Regions from separate parts of the Solanum lycopersicum genome. Here region 1 is linked to region 2. Evidence: chromatin contacts called from public promoter capture Hi-C data. All regions are on one chromosome and are shown on one strand. The core of a region is the stretch at or near the end of the contact, and the rest is flanking DNA. Distances in the headings are between cores, read along the strand shown.

Evidence for each region. Promoter capture Hi-C pulls out the DNA fragments that hold promoters and counts their contacts.
Region 1: a promoter capture Hi-C map of leaf shows a contact between it and region 2, with 4 times the contacts expected there. The contact joins the promoter of LOC101265111 here to the promoter of LOC101263985 in region 2. A contact is called at or near these places in 1 of 1 promoter capture datasets (leaf) and 1 of 1 datasets of contacts at active chromatin or transcription factors (leaf).

What each region holds. Positions count from the first base shown.
Region 1 is chr3:55,199,336-55,204,139 of SLM_r2.1, forward strand. LOC101265111 (transcription factor DIVARICATA) reads right to left here and starts at 3,185. Exons shown (of 2, transcript XM_004235209.5): 1 at 2,532-3,185; 2 at 1,737-2,353. The coding sequence starts at 2,911. The coding sequence ends at 1,867. LOC138347684 reads right to left here and starts at 667. Exons shown (of 1, transcript XM_069295987.1): 1 at 305-667. The coding sequence starts at 667. The coding sequence ends at 305. LOC109119836 (a long non-coding RNA gene) reads left to right here and starts at 4,565. Exons shown (of 2, transcript XR_002027371.3): 1 at 4,565-4,804.
Region 2 is chr3:55,036,189-55,040,702 of SLM_r2.1, forward strand. LOC101263985 (protein yippee-like) reads left to right here and starts at 2,058. Exons shown (of 9, transcript XM_019212974.3): 1 at 2,058-2,295; 2 at 3,157-3,200; 3 at 4,444-4,514. The coding sequence starts at 2,200.

The sequences.
Region 1 (4,804 bases), core at 1,935-4,434, 160 kb after region 2:
CTAATTATCTTCCTACCAAATATTCATATTAATTCATCTTCCATTTAGTTTGATTCCACAAAAACCAAAACCAACTCTTTCAAAATCAACAAGAATCATTACAATAAATATTCGTATAGTGAAAAGGTCTTGGTACAAATCATGGTAATGAAAATATAACTAATATAAATTCGGAAAAAAAATAAAGAGAAGAAAACAAAAAGAAATAAATATTGCAATCACTGAAGAACCTATGCTTTCTCGTCTGAAAGAGTTCAACCTATTCTTTAATATAATCTTCTCACATTTTATGAACAATCTCTTCTCAATGAGCTTGCATTTCCGAATCAGATGATCGAGAAGATGAAGCGATGTTGTTACCCTGAGCCAATAGTTCGTCACTTTCATCAACAACCATATTATCATTTTCATATTCATTGAATATTCCATCACTACTTTGGTGTTCACGTAAAAAATTATGCAATGCAGCGTAAGCAATTACTATTTTCACTTGCATGTCACATTCATAATTGTTCATGCCTTGTCTTAGTATTCTGAATCTACTTTTCCACGCATCAAAAGTTCTTTCAATTACATTGCGCAGAGAAGCATGTCTATAGTTAAATAGCTCTTTTCCATTCTTAGGCTCTCTTTCACTTCCTCGGTAGTCCTGTAAATGATAGCGCATTCCTTTGAATGGAGTTAAAAATCATCTTGTGTTCCGTAGACCAACATCAACAACGTAATATTTATCTACCAAAATAAAATAAATGCAATTCATGTTTTATTTAGTAGCTAGTTCGTTAAGACTAAATAATGTTGGCAGATGGGGAGCTAATTGAATTGGTTGGTGTCAATAAATATATTCTTTTTGTAAAATAAAAAGTTTAGGGTAAAAATTGAATTTTTAAAACTTTCCAAATAATGAAATTTGGCCCAAATACTAGTTTTTTCTAGTATTTGGGAATTTGGAAAATTTGCCAAATAATTAAAAAATGTATGAATAAACAAAATTTGCCAAGTTTTTTTCCAAGTTTTACTTGCAAAATTTATGGCCAAACCGGCCCTTAAACTCAATAAAGGTAGTATCAACATGATCTCCAGTTCCAATCAGATTGATGTTGTGCAAAGTGATATTTGTTAAAGATATTGTGACTGATTTGGACTGGCGTCTGCTTCCAGTTACATGCCTAATGTTTTAAGAAAATGGAGGAAAAAGGGGTCAGCGTCTTTGTACATACACAGGTCAAGAGGTCCCATTTTTGCCTTTTGTATTAAGAAAATAAGCAAAACAAAAAGATAAAAGTTGCTGCACTACTCTAAAAGGGCTACTATTATTAGCTAGTGGAAAACCTCCCGCCGAAGGAATCGTCACACAGTTTTTCAATATGCAAAAATTCTATGCAATTTTTTGGGAAAGAAAAAAACTTTTATGTTTGGCCACGACAAGAAACAAAAATCATAGCAACAACCCAAAGATTATATTTGATTATAAATGAGCGTAACAATACAATGTTTCCGATTTAAGTTATATCTTCAAATAGCTTTTTCGAACGTAAGTTTTATTTAAACATGTTATATTGAATTTGAAATTTAATCTATTATAAATTAAGTTTTATTTGAACATGTTATACTAAATTCGAAATTTAATCTATTATGAATTCTTTGAAAAGAAGGAATCAAAATTTAATACTCCTACTTTTCAGGGTTGTGCACTTAATGCTAAAAATAATAGGTTCAATTGAACGCAGTCACAATTACTTGATCAGAATATTTTCATTTGAAGTCTGAAAGAGTGAGATACAAATTAGACCAACTAAACTTGAGTTACATTAATTAATAATTTAATAACCAAGATTACAAATTAAAACAGAGTGAGTACATTTTTCAACCCCATATCTGATATCTTGTTGATTGGAACTGGAGTTGTGAATCAGCATTCATAGTAATGTCGTCAATTCCATGTTCATCCCAAGACTGTGAAGCAATCTCATACGGATAGGCGACAAATGATGATCCAAAATCCATCACATCTTCATGATCATTTGATAAGTTAGCATTCCAACAGTTGACTATGTCTGGCGTTGTGGTTTTCTGGAAAGAGGAGTTGTGTGTTGCATATAATTTTTTTTCTTTAGAAAAGGAATTGATGTTATATAGTAGGTTATTTGGGGACGCAGAGTCCGCTGTGATATGGACAGTGGTAATGTCATGAATACTAGGCCTCCTCTTATCTTTGCCCCCTGAAATCTGTCTCTGATAGTATTTCTGAGCATGACTAGCTACTTGAGTTGGAGTTCTAGAAATTACCATTTTCTTCGATATGTTCCTCCAATCCCCTTTTCCATACTTCTCAAGTCCCATCAGAAATCTCCTATACAAAAAAAAAATGGTATATAAGAAATAATGCAGTCGTTTAAGAAATTCAAAAATCTACAAGTGTAATCTTTTGACGAGGGGCCTGTCGTTTTCCTTAGATCCGCCCCTGTATATTAACATTAGAAGCAACAACAATTTAAGAAGGAAAACAGAGTGAAGAGGAAACAGCAGACCTGTGTTCTTCTTCAGTCCATGGTACACCTTTTTTTCTTTCTTGATCAGATGATTTACTCCCTCTTTTTCTGAATGTTTGTAATCCACAATGATCAACCAATTCCAACGTAATCGAAGAGGCGAAATAGCCAGGATTTGGTACCAATCCAGCTTCAATATCATAAACATCTGAAACGAGTTCTTTATATTGATTGATTACATCAATAACTGACTTTCCAGGGATGAGGGCAGCCACTTTAAACCATCGATCAGGAGTTTTCTCATCATAGATTGCAATAGCACTTTCAAATTGCTTGTTCTCTTCTTTAGTCCATTCTCTCTTATTCTTGTTCATCCAACTTGAATTTGATAAAGAAGAAGTAGAAAATAAAGTTTCCATTCCACACAATTTCACAAAACAAAAGTGATGTGCTAGCTAGGTTAGTATATATGATAAGATTCCCACAAAGGTAGTTGTAATTAATTGATCAGAATCATATACTGGGGAATAAGAATACCCTTTTGTTGTAACACAGAATATTGTAATTCAGAATCAAAAATTACAACACAGAAAACTGATAAAATTGTACAGTGGCAACGAATTTATCAATGAATTATATGAAATGAAATGATGAGTGGAACAAAAACTCATAATAAAAAGGAGACATCGATCGGACGATGGGTCCACCAGTCGTAAGATTAGATATATAGGTGTAATATTACATGCTACACGTTTCTATTTTAATGTTAAATATCAGCGACGTTAGTGCATGAGGTTTTAAAAAGTAATCCCTTCACCTTTTTGTCTCGTTTTAATTTGATATGTAACTTGAGGGGAAAAAATTATACGATCTTATTAAGACTTGATACTTCCATTAAGAAAACAATGATTAGTATGACTAATTTATCATACTGTGCCCTATTAACTGAAGTTTAGTATTAGATCTTGAAAAATGTTTTAAGGACTAGTGCTAAAGGGTAAAAGTGAAAACATAGAAAAAGTAACAAGTAAAAGTATGAAAATATGTTTTGGATATAGTGGGCAAGTAAAAGTGAATAGATAAAATATTTAAAATGTATCAAAATATTATTAATTATTTAATTTTATGATCTTGAACATGTCAGTATGAAAAGTTAAAACTGAAAAGTTGTAAAACTAAAAGATACATTCTTTTTAAATAATTCTTTTAAAAAAAATATATGTAAAAAGTCAATTGAAAAGAAGGGATGCATAGCCATTTTATGTTAGCACAAAGGACTTCTATAGATCATGTTATCTCTTCCTTTACCTTCTTAGAATAGAAGGTGTTATCTCTCAGACTCTCATGTAAGAATAGATTGTCTTTAAATTTGATCAACTGAATTCCTTGTAAGTGAATCAATAATGATATCGTTATATTCTTTTGTTCTTTTAACAATCTCGTTTTACTTATTTTACTTTGAAATGCAAATAAGAAAAAATGTATATGCAAAAGTGAAAAAGCTTATATTTGAATTTAATTAAATATATATACATGTGGTACCCTTTTATCTTTGGCATAGACCTCTTTATTTTGAATAAGATTTTTAAATCATTCATAATAAAGGGTATTGTCTATCGGAGTTCAAATTCTAATACTTTAGACTGAGGTCGAATTTTCTTTAATATAACTTATTGGATGATGATGTCCATCCAGTTTAAGGATTTCTATTTTTTACTTTTATTTTGTCCTATCTTATATGAAAGTATTAACTATTTGGGAAGTGAAACAACATCTTTTTTCACAATATTTTTTTTAAATTTTTTTTAAAATTATAACTTGTGTTGATTTGTAATTATGTAGTTTTTGAATGTATAAATTTTATATTAAAAAATATATCTGAATTCGTAATCAAAATAAAATCTTTAAACTCTTGTACTTTGAATAGTGTTGAGCAATAAAGGTGAAAACAAGTTAAATGGTGTGAAGTGAGTCAAGTTGTTAGAAGAGTTCTAAAAGCTTCTATAATCAATTAGGAAGTTTGTTACAATCCTATTCTATAAATAGAGGTGTTCATCTAAATGTAAAGGAACAAGTTAAATGAATCAATGTAACAGTGAAATATTGAGAGAATAATATAGTTTCTTCTTCCTTCTATTTTCATTGGTTCATACACTTTAGTGTGATCCAAACCTCCACTAATGGAACTTTCATGGTATCAGAGCTATTGATGTAGGGTAACTTCGCAGTGTTCTCAACTACTAGATACTCAGAGTTCATCTGTGCTTCAGAATTAACTCCAAAGGAAGTATCACAAAGTTGATTAATGTGCT
Region 2 (4,514 bases), core at 808-3,307:
CTAAAAACACATTGTCCTCGCGTCTCCAAATTAATCTCAACTAATATTGACATCTCACGTCACCCTGCTACTTTTATTGAATCTTTCTCTAAATTATAATCACATGGTAATCATAATTCAGGGGAAGTGCAAGCTGATAGTAAACAAGTTAATGGTGAAAATGCTGCAACAATAACCCATATACTCTTTGATGATGAGAGTGCTATTGGTCCCTCATTTGAAGGATCAGATGATGATCATGAGGAATAAGTCAAAGTGATGATCCACACAGAGGTAATGAAACACCAGATTGATAAGGCTCCAATTGCAGATTTAGGTTCTTCTAGTGACGGTAAGGAACAAGTTGCATGTGTAGGTCCAGTCAATGATTATTTATCAAATCTCACTTTCTCTGTGTCTAATTCACAAAATACATTAAAAAGTTGACTATTCCAAGTGGAATATGCTTAGTCATCATCAACATGAGATATTACACTACAATTAACTACTTTATTTGATGTACATCCTGCACCACAAGGGCATCATATGATCACCTGATACAAGGCAAAATAACAACACTTATCATTCGTTGCTTACAACAGCAAGAAGATCTTGAGGGAACCAAGTGCTAAATGAGAGAAAATCGTATACATAAATCTATATATTTTCGTTCTATACACTTATAATTATAAAAATAAAGATCTTCCCCTACCAGTTCTCTTTTGCCTTTCTCTCTTTCTCATTTTATACAAACACAAATTATACAAATTACAATGTATAATTATGTTGTGTAGAGCGAGCGAGATTTGATATACAAATATTTTGTTTCGATTCAATTGTGTACATATTCAAATTTTATGTAGATACACAAACACAATCATTGATATATATATACATAGTAATTACATATATATAATTATCTAATCGATACACATATAATTATTGCCTTTTATACAAACGAGATACTCGCCTGCGATATATACAAATCTAATACTCCATAACAAAAATAGGAGCACAAATAACAAAATTGTAGTGCTCTTTTACTCTTAAAAGTATCTTCTAAATGAAAGAGGGTTAAAAATGTCCTTAAACTATGTGAAATGAACAAAAATGTCTTTTATTTATGATTTGATCTAAAAAATTATTTTTTGCAGTTAATACATCAGTCCAAAAATGTCTTTCTTGTTACTTAATAAGTCAAAAACCATTTTCACATAATTATATTATTATTTTTTATAACATTCTTTATCAAATATAAATTTTAATTAGTAAATATTTATCCTACATCAATTTGGAATAATAAAAAAATTCCTATCTTATTATAATTATTTTATCTTTATATAAATAAAAACTAATTATTTATTTACTATGATCTTATAAGTATGACATATTATCCGTGAAAAAAGAGAACACGTGGTTGTTCTATTTTAATTGATAAAATGAGATTATGAAGAAAAAATTATTTCCTACATTTTTATTACTTATAAGTGATTGTAAAAGAAACAAAACAAGAATAAAGTTCTTAAACAAAACATTTATTAGGAACAAAATGTGTTTTAAAAGAAAAGAAATAATATATTTACTCGAAAAATAATATTTTTGATCCATTCAGTAACTATAGGGTATTTTTAGACCAAATTATCAACGATAAGGGTATTTGTACCAAAGTATTGACTGCACGAGTAATTTTGTTCATAAATAATACTCCCACCATTCCATATTAACTTAAGTTTTGAGGTGTTTCATACCGTTTAAGAAAAGTGATTAGGACATAAATTAAATATAATTTTTTATTTTTATCCTTATTAATTATTAAAAAAATAACTAAACATTAATTATAATAACTAATTTCAATACTAACTTTAAAGGTAAAATTGAAAGAATATTCTTGAGAATTGAAATAGTCTTGAGAATTGAAAACTTAGATTAATTTAAAAAATGAAAAAATGATCAAAACTTAAATTAATATGGAACGGAGAAAGCATTTTATTCATTTCACATTTTTGAGAATATTTTTGATCTTTTTCATTTTTTAAATGGACTAAAAAGGAAAAAGCCAAGTAGCATTAAATTTTTCGAAGAGTCCCTCACACATTGAATCCTTTCCCTTTCTTGACGTTACTTACTATCTTCCAGTGAAACAAAAACTATTACCCCTTTTTGGACAACTCCTTTTCCATTTTAGTTCTTCAACTTTTCTTGTGATCTCAAAAATCTTTGATGGGGAGATTATTTGTGTTGACTCTTGAAGGCAACTTCTACAGCTGCAAGCATTGTGGAACTCATCTTGCCCTTTCTGAAAACATTGTTTCCAAGGTTTTCCTCCGTCTTTTTTGTTTGATCACTCTGTTGTTGTGATTTCTTGAAATTTAATTTTGATTTTGATTTGTTTCGTTATAAAAATACTATCTTTGGCTTGATCGGTGGTTTTGTTTCTAGAACTTGTTAGGGATTGTTGTTGGTCTGTTTCAGTAATTTTAGATGTATATAAAAATTGGCTACTTTAAATCAGCTATGTGAGTGAAGAAGGTGTAAGATTGAGTAATTTTTCCCTAAAGGAGATGAATTTTTAGCATCAAAGAGCTGGGTTTTGTGGAGTTGCTGGGTTTGGAGTAAAAGGGATTGTATGAGCATTCTTTGAGACTTAGAAAAAAAATAGTAGTTATTATTGCTGATAGCATACAATACAATAATTCTGCTTAATCCAGTGAAGAATTGGAGGAGTTGTTTGCTGAGTCTGATACTTGGTGTATACTTGATTGGCATTTTCCATTTAATCCATGTTTGTGGCTTCAATATTCGAACTATAAATTGTTATGCCCAGTTCATTGATCAGGTCCTGGGACTGATCTATTTTCTATTTTTTCATCAATTTGGTGCTTGTTTGGTCTCTTCATTTTGCTTAATTTCATTGTAATGTGCATTCATAATTTCTGGTGAAGAATTCCATATGACTTCTCTAGCATAAAATAAGAGCACATTTTCAAGTGTTGCAGCTTTAAAACTATTGTTCCTTAGAAAATTCATATGCTTTTGAATAGAGTGAACTGTTGATTCTACAATTAATTATATTGTAGTTTATGTTACATCCTTGTTTCAGCCCCTATATAATGTATGTAGTCATTCTGAGTCCTGAAGTAATCTAACTCTATGTTTTCCTTCTGATCTTTCCTTCAGTCTTTTCGCTGCAGACATGGGAAGGCTTATCTCTTCAGTAAAGTGTAAGTCTCTTTGATTCTGCACATTCAATCATCAGATATGTTTGTGACATTTTCACATGTCCAATCGTTAAACTTCCAGCATGAAAATCACCAGTGCAACTTACAACTTCTGTTGGTTTTATTCTTGTTAGAGTATGAATTACCATTTATTTGCACTGATTGTTGTTAACTATTAATCTTTTCTTGGCATTATTTGATGGGACATGAGTTATTTTTAGATTGGTTAGATGAAAAATGATATTACTAAGGTCAAGTTTATCCATACCTCTGGTACAGAAAGATGAAAAAAGCTACCATATAAATCCTCTTATTTTACTTCCACCCCTTCTTTTACTGGTGTGGAGGACATTGTTAAACTAGAAAGTGAAAAAAGATGAAGTATTGAAGAACTCATCTTGGTAGTAGTTAGCCAAAATTTTCATAATTTGAAATGAAAAAAGATTTGTTTTTCAGAAGTTGAGTGCAACTGGAGTATGTGCAAATTATTAGGCTTTTACTCTACGTGGGTCACGTAGTTCTCAGGATCTTTGATTTTGTTATTAGCTCAGAGTCATTATTGTTGTGGAAGGTCACAACCAACCTAGAGTATTTGAGTGCACCTGAAAAGTTGTGTACAAGGCAGGCCATACCCTGTAGGTTTAGTTTGTTAAAGACACGGTACTTTATATTTATATCTTCATACATTTGTGTCATTGACATTGCTATCAGGATCTTTGATTTTGTTATTAGTTCCGAGTCATTATTGTTATGGAAGGTCAAAACTCATAACCAACCTAGAATATTTGAGTTTACATGAAAAGTTGAACAAGGTGGGCTATACCTTGTAGGTTTAGTTTGTGAAAGACATGGTACTTTATATGTATATATTCATACATTTATGTCATTGAATATCAAATTAGCACCAGAATTTGATCTATTGTGAATCACCATAAAACCTAGTGGGGATTTTACCAAACTATTATATTGTGTACTTCTGAATGTATTTTCCAGGAGTACAAATATTAACACATCAATATATAGAATAAATTCTTACTTGACTTAGGTTATTTTCCACTTGGTAGCAGCATTACAATAGTTACATGGCTGAAATACATATATTGTGCTCAACATAATTGCTTTCCTGTTTAAAAGTTCTGCTCTTGTCAAATCTCTTCATTTTATTTCATCATTTAGCAGAAACATACAAAATAATAATGCACTTGTAGTTCTGTATATTCTATACGCTTTTTCTTTCTTTTGACAGGGTGAATGTCACTTCTGGCGAGATGGAAGATAGAGTGATGATGACTGGTGTGCATACTGTGGCAGACATTT